Regions from separate parts of the Rattus norvegicus genome. Here region 1 is linked to region 2. A link is a contact called in public Hi-C data. All regions are on one chromosome and are shown on one strand. The core of a region is the stretch at or near the end of the contact, and the rest is flanking DNA. Distances in the headings are between cores, read along the strand shown.

Region 1 (4,182 bases), core at 536-3,035, 200 kb after region 2:
TCCAGAGCTCTGCTAGGTTTAGCCTGGGCAAAGGGGTGCTTTCTTACTTTTCCACACCTCTGAATACAGAGGACCCATCCTTAAGCAAGAACAGGCTAGAGAATCCATGATGCTTTCCCAGGATAAGTCCCAGTATTGATCTTCTAGACCATTCACAAGTCTTGGGGGTAGTGGGGCAGCTCAGTTTGGGAATCCCAGGCCTGGTGGGATCCCTGACTCTCATAGCTCCCACACCAGAACTAGAAAGAGGTTTTAGAAGAGCCATTAGCCCCTTGGCTGTCTCACTCCCCCTCCTCTCCTCAGTCAAGTGAAGGGTAGCATCTTCAGTGGCGCACAAAGCGCAAGGATCTAGAGTTCAGAAGGTCTTCAGGGTCTGGGAAGACAGAATCCAGGCGGAAGCCATGTTCCAGAGCCACCCGTAGCACCTCCTCCAGGAACGTAGGCGTGTTCACTACCTCCCGCCGATCTTCTGGTCCCCCAGTCCACAGTGGCTGGAGCCCCAGTCTTTGATATTCTACTTCAGGGAGTTCCTGGGGGCGGGAGGCCCACTCTAGCCGAAAATGTGGACCTCCTTCTGCCCTGTCCCCACTGGCCACACCAAATCTGTTGCGCATGGCAGCCAGACACTCAGGGTCTGTGCAGAAGAGGTTGGCTCGGAAGGTGTCCACCTGGACAGAACTCAGCTCATAGTGGTGGGGGCCCCGTCGAGCAGAGAAGTGCACCAGGCGGGGGCTAACATCTACGTCAGCATGGAGCAGGGCAGCTGTGGACGCAGGTGTACCCCGAGAGGCTTCCAATTCCCGCAGTGCATCCAGGAGGGGCCGGATCTGGTAGAAGTCAGCCTCTGCCTTAAGAAGGGCAGTTTCTCCATACCCACGGGGCAGGTCCAGACGGCCTAGCCGCAGGAAATTGAGGATGTGCCGGAAAGCCTTACCGTCCCTGTCGATGAAGTAATGGCCATCTCCTTGCGGGTTGAGATTGGCCGGCATTAGGGTGTCAGCCCTAAACATGGCCCCCAGCATGGAGTCTGGGAAGCGTGTCAGGGTCTCCAGTGTAGTGGAATATAGTGTTCCCCCCACATTTAGGGTCACGGGGCCCCCAAAGGAAGGGGGTGAAGAGGACACAGGAGGGGGGGAAATTTTGGGGACTATAGAAGGCAGACAAGGAGAAGGAAAAAGCAGATTTTCGGAGTTTGGAAAGAATTGGGTGGTAACGTTCAGACTCGCTAAGTTGGAGGCAGAAGTTGGAGAACAAGACAGCAAAGTTTGTAGCTCACCCAAGCTACTTTGATGCTGGTTGGGAGCTTCAGGACACAGAAATCCCCGAAAGAATGAAAGGACCGATGTAAAGAACAGAAGGCAGCCACACAGGATCAGGGAGCTTTTGGTCCAGACGATTCTGATTGTGCGTGGTCAGCGATTCCCTCCTGTATACTTCAGACAGTGGGTTTCCGGAATTCAACCAGCAGGTGACGGTGGCGAGCACCGGTCGGACGCTGCCTTCAGCTCCTGAGTTTCTGAGCTTTTTTTAGTAGAGTCCACGCCGGGTTCCGAGGACCTGTCCAGAGCCCCAACCAGGGTTAGGGGCGCGAGTCCCAAAAGATGGAGGCGCAACTGATAGGAGCCAGTGGCCAGCAGTTCTGTATGGCTGAGGGGAGACGATGCTCTCGCAGTCAGAGCTGACAGTGTCCCAGGACTCTGTTGGAAACAAACAGTCCCAGGACTTGGGCGTTACCGCCTTCCTGGGTTGTCGCAGCAGCTACTGAGGTCCTCTCCACCCCCAGGAAGTGGCCTAAGGGCAGCGGTCAGTGGCCCTTTAAGCGACAGTCCCGCCCCTTAGCGCCCCGCCCTACACCCCCTTGGGCTGGCCGGGCTCTGCGAGGGATGGGAGCGGGGCCTTGCCAGTGGGAAAGATGGGGCGGACGAGCAGGACCGGCGGAGAGGAGCGGGGGTGGAATGATTCACTGGCTTTGTTGCGGATGTGGCTACGACGCCCCCCCACCCCCGTTCCCTTCAGGTGTGCATGACCTCACTAGTACAACTTGGTCGGGACTGGAGTCTCCAGTTCATCCCTCTATTCTGAAAAAATGCAAGTCTCAGGGTTGGATCCCGGTCGGGAACTCCCGAGGGGGCGGATGCTGAGCCATTGCATTCCCGGGATGCCTTCGGGCCATCCCGGCAAGCCCACGCGGTGGCTCCGCTGGTCGTCTGGGCTGGAAAACTCCTTCCTCCAATCTACTGGGTGCTAGTCAGCCTCCTCCTTTACTAGAGAAACCCTAACCTCATGAGTAACCACGGCTGCCGGGTGGCCAGTGTACCAAACACCCTGCCGGGCCCCCAGGTGGCGCACAGTAAGTGAAATGAGACAGAAAAAGCAAAGCCGAGAGACTTTAATGGAGAATGTGCCACAGCAGGGTGGGGAGGGACGGGATCAAAGCGTATGGAGGTCGTGACTTCGACGGCTCAGTTTCTCTGGGTCGTCCGACGCCATGAGGGAGAAGTCTCGGAATATGTCGAGATACGTCTCGTCTCCTGAGGAAGAGAGAGGAAGGGCTGGGGGGCTGGGAGGCTGGGAGGCTGGGCTACACAGGTGGTTCTGGCAGGGTAAGCACTTTACGTGTGGGTGCATCCTAAGCACAGAACCGGCGCCTTTTCCTTTGTTCCAAAGGTCAGGCACGTTCTCTGTGCCCAAAACATGTTTGTTGAACAAACAATGATATTAATGCAGTTGGGTACTAAGGAGATAGGTATGCAAGGACCAGCATTCCGGTATGGACATGGGGTCGGGGAAAATACGAAGTTACTTTACCTGTCTGGCCCTGGGCCGCTTCAGCCTCCCTCATCTTTGCCAATCGTAGCCTGAAGGGTGGGGATTAAGGAGTAAAAATAAGACCTCATACTCTTCTTCTCCAACTCCCCATCCTCTCAACAACTCCCAATTCTTGAGTTGCATCACTCTTTAAAAATGCTTGTCCATAACTAGTGCTTTAAATAAAGCTCAAACACAAACTTTTATGCAATGTCGGTGACCTAATAATGGCTCTCGAGGCGAACTCTCAGTATCTCACCTTACTGGTCGTGCACCTGCTCCACACCCCACCACACACACCCCTCCCCAGACCTCACCCTCCAAGTCTGGTTTTGGCATTAGCCCCACCCCAAAGATGAATAGACGGTCGTCTAAGCATTAGCCTGCTGATTCTCACAGAGTTACGATGTCAGCATTGGTGGTTTCCATTGCGATAGTCAGAGGGTCCCTGCCTTCTGTGTCTCGAGCCCCCAGATCCGCACCCCGTTTCAGGAACAAGCAAGCAAGCCTAGAGAGGACAGCTAAATTCAGCTGCAGTCGTCCCCCAACTTCATTCCCAGAAAGCTTCCTCCCCATGGTGGCATTTCCTCGGCTCCCTACCCTGTGTGGCCAAGAATGGTGGCATGGTGGAGTGGGCCCCGGCCAGCACTGTCTGCTTGGTTCACATTTGCCCCATTTTGGAGGAGAAACTCACAGGCTAGAAGAGAATTCTGCATGGATGAGATCAAGAAGAGATGGCATTTTTAAAGGTGGATTTTTGGATGTTTTAGGGTAGTGTAATCAAGATAACCAGAGTGTGGAGTGTGGTATTCAGGGTACAACTCGGTGTCGGGCTTGGCCCTCGATCTTTATACGCTCATAGATTAAATCAATCCCGTGGCTGGAGAGATGTCTCAGTGGTTAAAAGCATCAGCTACTCTTCCAAAGGAGCCAGATGCCAGATTCAATCCCAGGCACCCACATAGTAACTCCAGTTCCAGGGGACCCCCTCCCATATATACACATGCAGGCAAATCACCAGTTCACATAAAAAATAAGATAGCATTTGTTTAAAAAAAAAAAAGCCAGGCAGTGGTAGTGCATGTCTTAATCTTAAGTACCCCCCTCAGGAGGCAGAGGCAGGCAAGTAAGTCTCTTAGTTCAAGGCCAGCTTGGTCTACAGAGCGAGTTCCAGGACAGCCAGGGATACACAGAGAAACTCTTGTCTCTCCCCAAAGTGAATCCTGCACCCTGACGAGGCATATTATTTCTCTTTTCTTTTTTTTTTCTTTTCTTTTCTTTTCTTTTTTTTTTTCGGAGCTGGGGACCAAACCCAGGGCCTTGCGCTCGCTAGGCAAGCGCTCTACCACTGAGCTAAATCCCCAACCCCTTCTC
Region 2 (4,312 bases), core at 1,228-3,727:
GGAAAGGCAAAGCGGGGAACAACAGTCAAGACGTCAAAACCAAGGAGAACGGTTCTTGACCACTTGCTGTCCTTTGTCTAGCCAGTTCTTGGAATGGGAACCCCACCTTTATAGCACAGTCATAGTTTCACAAACCCCAGGAATGTTCCATGTGGAGAAAGGCTAAGTTTTGCGTTTGCCCGAGGAATTTTGACAGTGATAATATCCCCTTGATGTAAGTGAAAGACACCTGAGGGGGGAAAAACATTTCAGATGCTTCATTCTGCCTGCTCCAACCCCTCCTCCATTTTGATTTTTATGTTTTCAGTGTTTTGTTGGGGAACATGTGCATGTGTGGAGGAGATCAGAAGACCACTTAGGAGAGTCGGTTTTCCTTCTGCTCTGTGGCATCAAGCCCAGGTAGTGAGTTGTGAGAGATGGAGCAGGCACCTCTCCTAAGTGAGCCGTCTCACTGGCTTTCCTTTTTAATTTTTTAAACAGCCTCATTCTGTAGCCTGGGCTGATCTTGAATTTTGGGTAAAACTCCCACTTCAGCTTCAAACATGGGATTATAGGCACGGACCTAGTCATTCATAGGCTTGTGCCTTTTCTCCCTGCAAGGACCTGGGAATCTTGTTCTTCAGTCTTCAGTTTTGTCTCTACACCCAAGTTCCCAACTCCCTCGTATAATTCCCCACACCAAGTCAGCTCTGCTTGAGTGGATGTGACCTGCTCTGCTCATTCAGATCAACCCTCTTCAGACCCCACAGTTCTCACCTGCACTGTAGCAGCTGTTGTAGGCACGGTCAGGATCAGAAGGCATACTTTTGATACACCGGAATAGAGTCTCCCTTCTCCCTTGGCCTTCCCGAGATACCACCTGACCCATGGTGAAAGTCACATCATGAAACAGGACCTGTCAGAGGAGGGAGATGCTGAAGAAAACCAGGACGGCACGGTTCAGTCCTTAGGGGCCATAGGATCACTGGTAGTGGAGCCAGGCAATAAGGAGGGGTTGTTCTGGGTTTGGTATGAGCAGAGTGATCAGGGAAACCCTCAGTACAGACAGGGTACATAGAAGAGACAAGCCAGTCTCCATGTCCACATTGGTCGCTCAGGGCTTGTCTGGGATTACCTGACTATATAGCAGATAAATTCCAGTGTCCCGGACTCGAACAGTGTCTCCTTGGGCCTCCAGGCCTCTCCCACGCCTAAGAGCTGGTTGCCACATCACCTCTGTCATGTCAGAGTCTGCTAGAGGTGAGGAGTGTGCAGGTCAGCATTTCTTCACCCTCATACACATGAGCTCTCTCCCTTCTCATTTCTAGGGTTCTCTTGGCCCCAGCCCCACAGTTCCTGGTTGGTGCCCCTCCCAGTGCGGTTATTTCAAATAATGCTTACCCTTGGAGGTAATGTTAATTGGAACAAGATGCAGAACGGACTGCTTCTCTAAGGAAAGGAGGAGGAAACAGCAGTGTTGACCTGCCCCCGGAGTCCACCCTCCACCCTCACCTCAGCTCTGGTCGTCATTCCTCATGCTCCTGGCTCACCTCCAACCCTGCAGAAACCCCAGGGCTCACTCACTCTTGTGCTTCTGGGTGAGTACTGCTCTCCTTCTCCGAGATTTGGCCCCATCCTTCCAGGCTCCCAGGACATCAGGACTCTGCTCATGAAAGAGGGCCAGAGTTTGACTAAGATGTTAAGGATCTTACACAACCTTCCCAGCCCTTCTCAACGCCTGAATGGCTGAAATGTAGGAACCTGTCATAGGCCCCTGGTCTGGGCACTGACTGCCTTTCAGGTGCTCTTGGCATTAATCTTTAACTGTTTATTTTCCTGGAACGGCTGGCTGTTCCCTTGACTTCCCAATCCAGGGCCACCTCTAGCACTCACTTGAAAGTTTGCAGGTTGAGAGGCTCTGAGAGCCTCTGCCATTCACCCTTTACCCCTAGATTCCCATCTCCCTTAACTCACCTGTTCCCAGAGGCTCTGCCATGGAGGCTCTCCCCGCTTCTGGGAAGCTCCTCCACTCCGCTGCAGCCGGCTCACCTCCCGCCTTAGGCTCTGCAACTCTGCTTGTTGGATCAGTAGTGCGACAGCACAAGTCACAGCCCCCAGAACTGCCCCCCAACTCAACCAAAGAGTGACCGAAAGGGCTGGCTCTCTGACTGAGCCTCCCATGTTGCCTGGAGATGAGGCTGGCATGAGCTAGGGACCCTGCTGACAGCTGTGGGCTGCAAGTGAGGTGGCCAGGAGGTAGCAGGGAGGGTGGGAATACAGGCAAAGGCGCAGAAGGGAAGAGCGAGTTACGCAAGGGAGAAATAAAAAGGAACTTGAGAATAGGAAGAAATCAAGCTAGGGTCCTATTAGTCCCCTGATCCCCAGCTAGTGTCCCTCTGACACCCCTGGCCCCCTCCCCCCCAAGCCTCAGGAGAATTTGGTGCCAATTATCTAGGAAGGGCAGGGCAGCCGTGACACCCAGAAGGAGCGGTCAGCGTTCAGGAGCCCAGGGGCGGCCCCTAAGTTGGAGGAGGGAAGGTCGGTTGGTTATGGGGCATGGTGCCAGGGGCAGGGAATGGGGACAAGCTCAGCAGCATGAGCCTTAGAAGGTGAGTGTGGTGGACTCTCTCTCTGCCTGAGGCACAAATGACAGCTTTGAGGAGGCTTGTTAGGGGTGACTGGAAATGAAAAAAAAAGGGGGGCTAGGGGCCAGCAGGGAGGAGAACCAAGGACAAGAAACTGGCAGGGTGCTGGGGTTAAGGCTGGGCCGGGTGTGTTGGAACCAGGCCTGCACTACTCCCTGTGCTGAACTTGGCAAGCCGGACTTCCTGTTTCCCAAGAAGAGTTCTTACATAAGGTTCTCTGGACAAAGAGAAAAGAAAAAAGCCCCAAGCCCCTCAGTCAGCGCAGCACTCCTCCCCACACCCATACGGCTGGCCCACCAGAGCCCTTCCTATGGCTCTGAGCCCCTTCCCGGGCTAGCTCCATTCCATCTCCTAGCCAGGCCCGTGCCAGCACCTGCTCAACTGCTGAATGTCCTGAGGCCGCCAAGAGGAAGGACCCTGCTCCTCCCAGCCAGGGATTCCCCTGCAGGAGGAAGTCCGCTGCTAGGAAAATGAGGCTGCTTCTGCAGCGCCTTGTGCAGAGGACCAGGTGGTTTTGTTGTTGTTTGCATGGTTTTTTTTTTTCTGGTATCTTTGTGATTTCTATTCAAAACTGCAGCTTGGAGGCTTGCAGGTCCCCATTCCCCAAAGCCTAAGATTCCCTTCCCACAACCTTCAGTTACACTGAACCCCAAAGAAGAGAAATCATGATTTATTCTCTTTAATATCCATTTAACATTTTGTCACAATAATAATAAAAATAGTATCTTTTCAAAATCCACAGGGATCCAGGGAGGAGCTTGTCTCCATCTCTTTCCCCTCACATTTGGGAACTTCTGGCCTAGTCCCAGGTTCTTTGGCTTCCTGCCACCAGGTCCAGCCTATCTTGATGCCTGATGCACATAGTCAGTAAAAACAGGGTCCCAGGGTTGGGGCGGGGTAGTCGGGTACGTGGGGGCTTTGGGAGCTCGTGAGGCGGGCAGCTGTGGTGGGGTGGGAGGTTACAGAAGAACGGGAATATGTCTGTGGAATGGAAAACATGTCATCAAGCCCTGGCTGCCTTGGAAGAGAGGACAGGACTGGAGCAAGGAACAGCTAGAGGGTGGAGGAGTGGGCGTGGGGTGGGGAGGTGCTGTGGTGCTCTGGGAGCTGTTAGGTTAAAGTTTAAAGAACCTGGGAGAGCAGGACCCCTCAGTGAACTTGAAAGAGTCCAAAGTAGGTAAGGAAGGGGGCAGCCTTAAGATGAGCCCAGGGGAGGGTACGGATCCGAAGGGAAGACCCTGGCCGCAGAGGCAACAGCCCAGACACCTGGCACAGACGGAGCTGGGGCCCAGGAGAGCTCGCTGCTGTGGCTGAGAATTCTTCCAGGCAGCGCAGGGCCAGCACACCATTCACCAGCAAGTCCAGCTTCAGGTAGACTGCCTTCCCCTCATCAAAGTGCACCTGGAGCAGAGAGAAACCAGCAAAATCCAGACCTCTGCCTGCCCTCATCGAAATCCAGGCATCTTCCTTCATGAAACCCAGGTTCTCCCACTCCCACCCATTCCTTGCCAAGCCTTCCTCCCCTTAGCCATCGCTCTACCCATGGAGCCCAGGGCTTACCTGACAGTACAGGTAGTAGAGCCCAGCCCTGATGACCGTAAATTCCCCAATCTGGCGGTCATAGCGCAGAGGGCTGGAGCTGTTGATTTTGGTCTCTTCCCAGCCACTCACTGTCCCATCCACACCTG

The links. A called contact is a pair of places that touch in the nucleus more often than the background predicts.
Region 1: a Hi-C map of liver shows a contact between it and region 2, with 3 times the contacts expected there. The contact joins the promoter of Kctd11 here to the promoter of Tnfsf13 in region 2. A contact is called at or near these places in 5 of 12 Hi-C or Micro-C datasets (the A7r5 cell line, kidney, liver and 2 more).

Annotation. Positions count from the first base shown.
Region 1 is chr10:55,101,670-55,105,851 of GRCr8, forward strand. Kctd11 (potassium channel tetramerization domain containing 11) reads right to left here and starts at 1,786. Exons shown (of 1, transcript NM_001108831.2): 1 at 1-1,786. The coding sequence starts at 1,022. The coding sequence ends at 324. It overlaps Acap1 (ArfGAP with coiled-coil, ankyrin repeat and PH domains 1), which reads right to left. Exons shown (of 22, transcript NM_001105796.2): 19 at 3,409-3,518; 20 at 3,206-3,316; 21 at 2,809-2,858; 22 at 2,371-2,531. The coding sequence ends at 2,431.
Region 2 is chr10:54,899,338-54,903,649 of GRCr8, forward strand. Tnfsf13 (TNF superfamily member 13) reads right to left here and starts at 2,478. Exons shown (of 6, transcript NM_001009623.2): 1 at 1,954-2,478; 2 at 1,564-1,642; 3 at 1,381-1,428; 4 at 1,115-1,230; 5 at 757-895; 6 at 1-229. The coding sequence starts at 2,184. The coding sequence ends at 120. Eif4a1l (eukaryotic translation initiation factor 4A1 like) reads left to right here. Exons shown (of 2, transcript XM_039087310.2): 2 at 1,308-1,954. The coding sequence ends at 1,392. Tnfsf12 (TNF superfamily member 12) reads right to left here. Exons shown (of 7, transcript NM_001001513.2): 6 at 4,185-4,309; 7 at 3,279-4,025. The coding sequence ends at 3,774.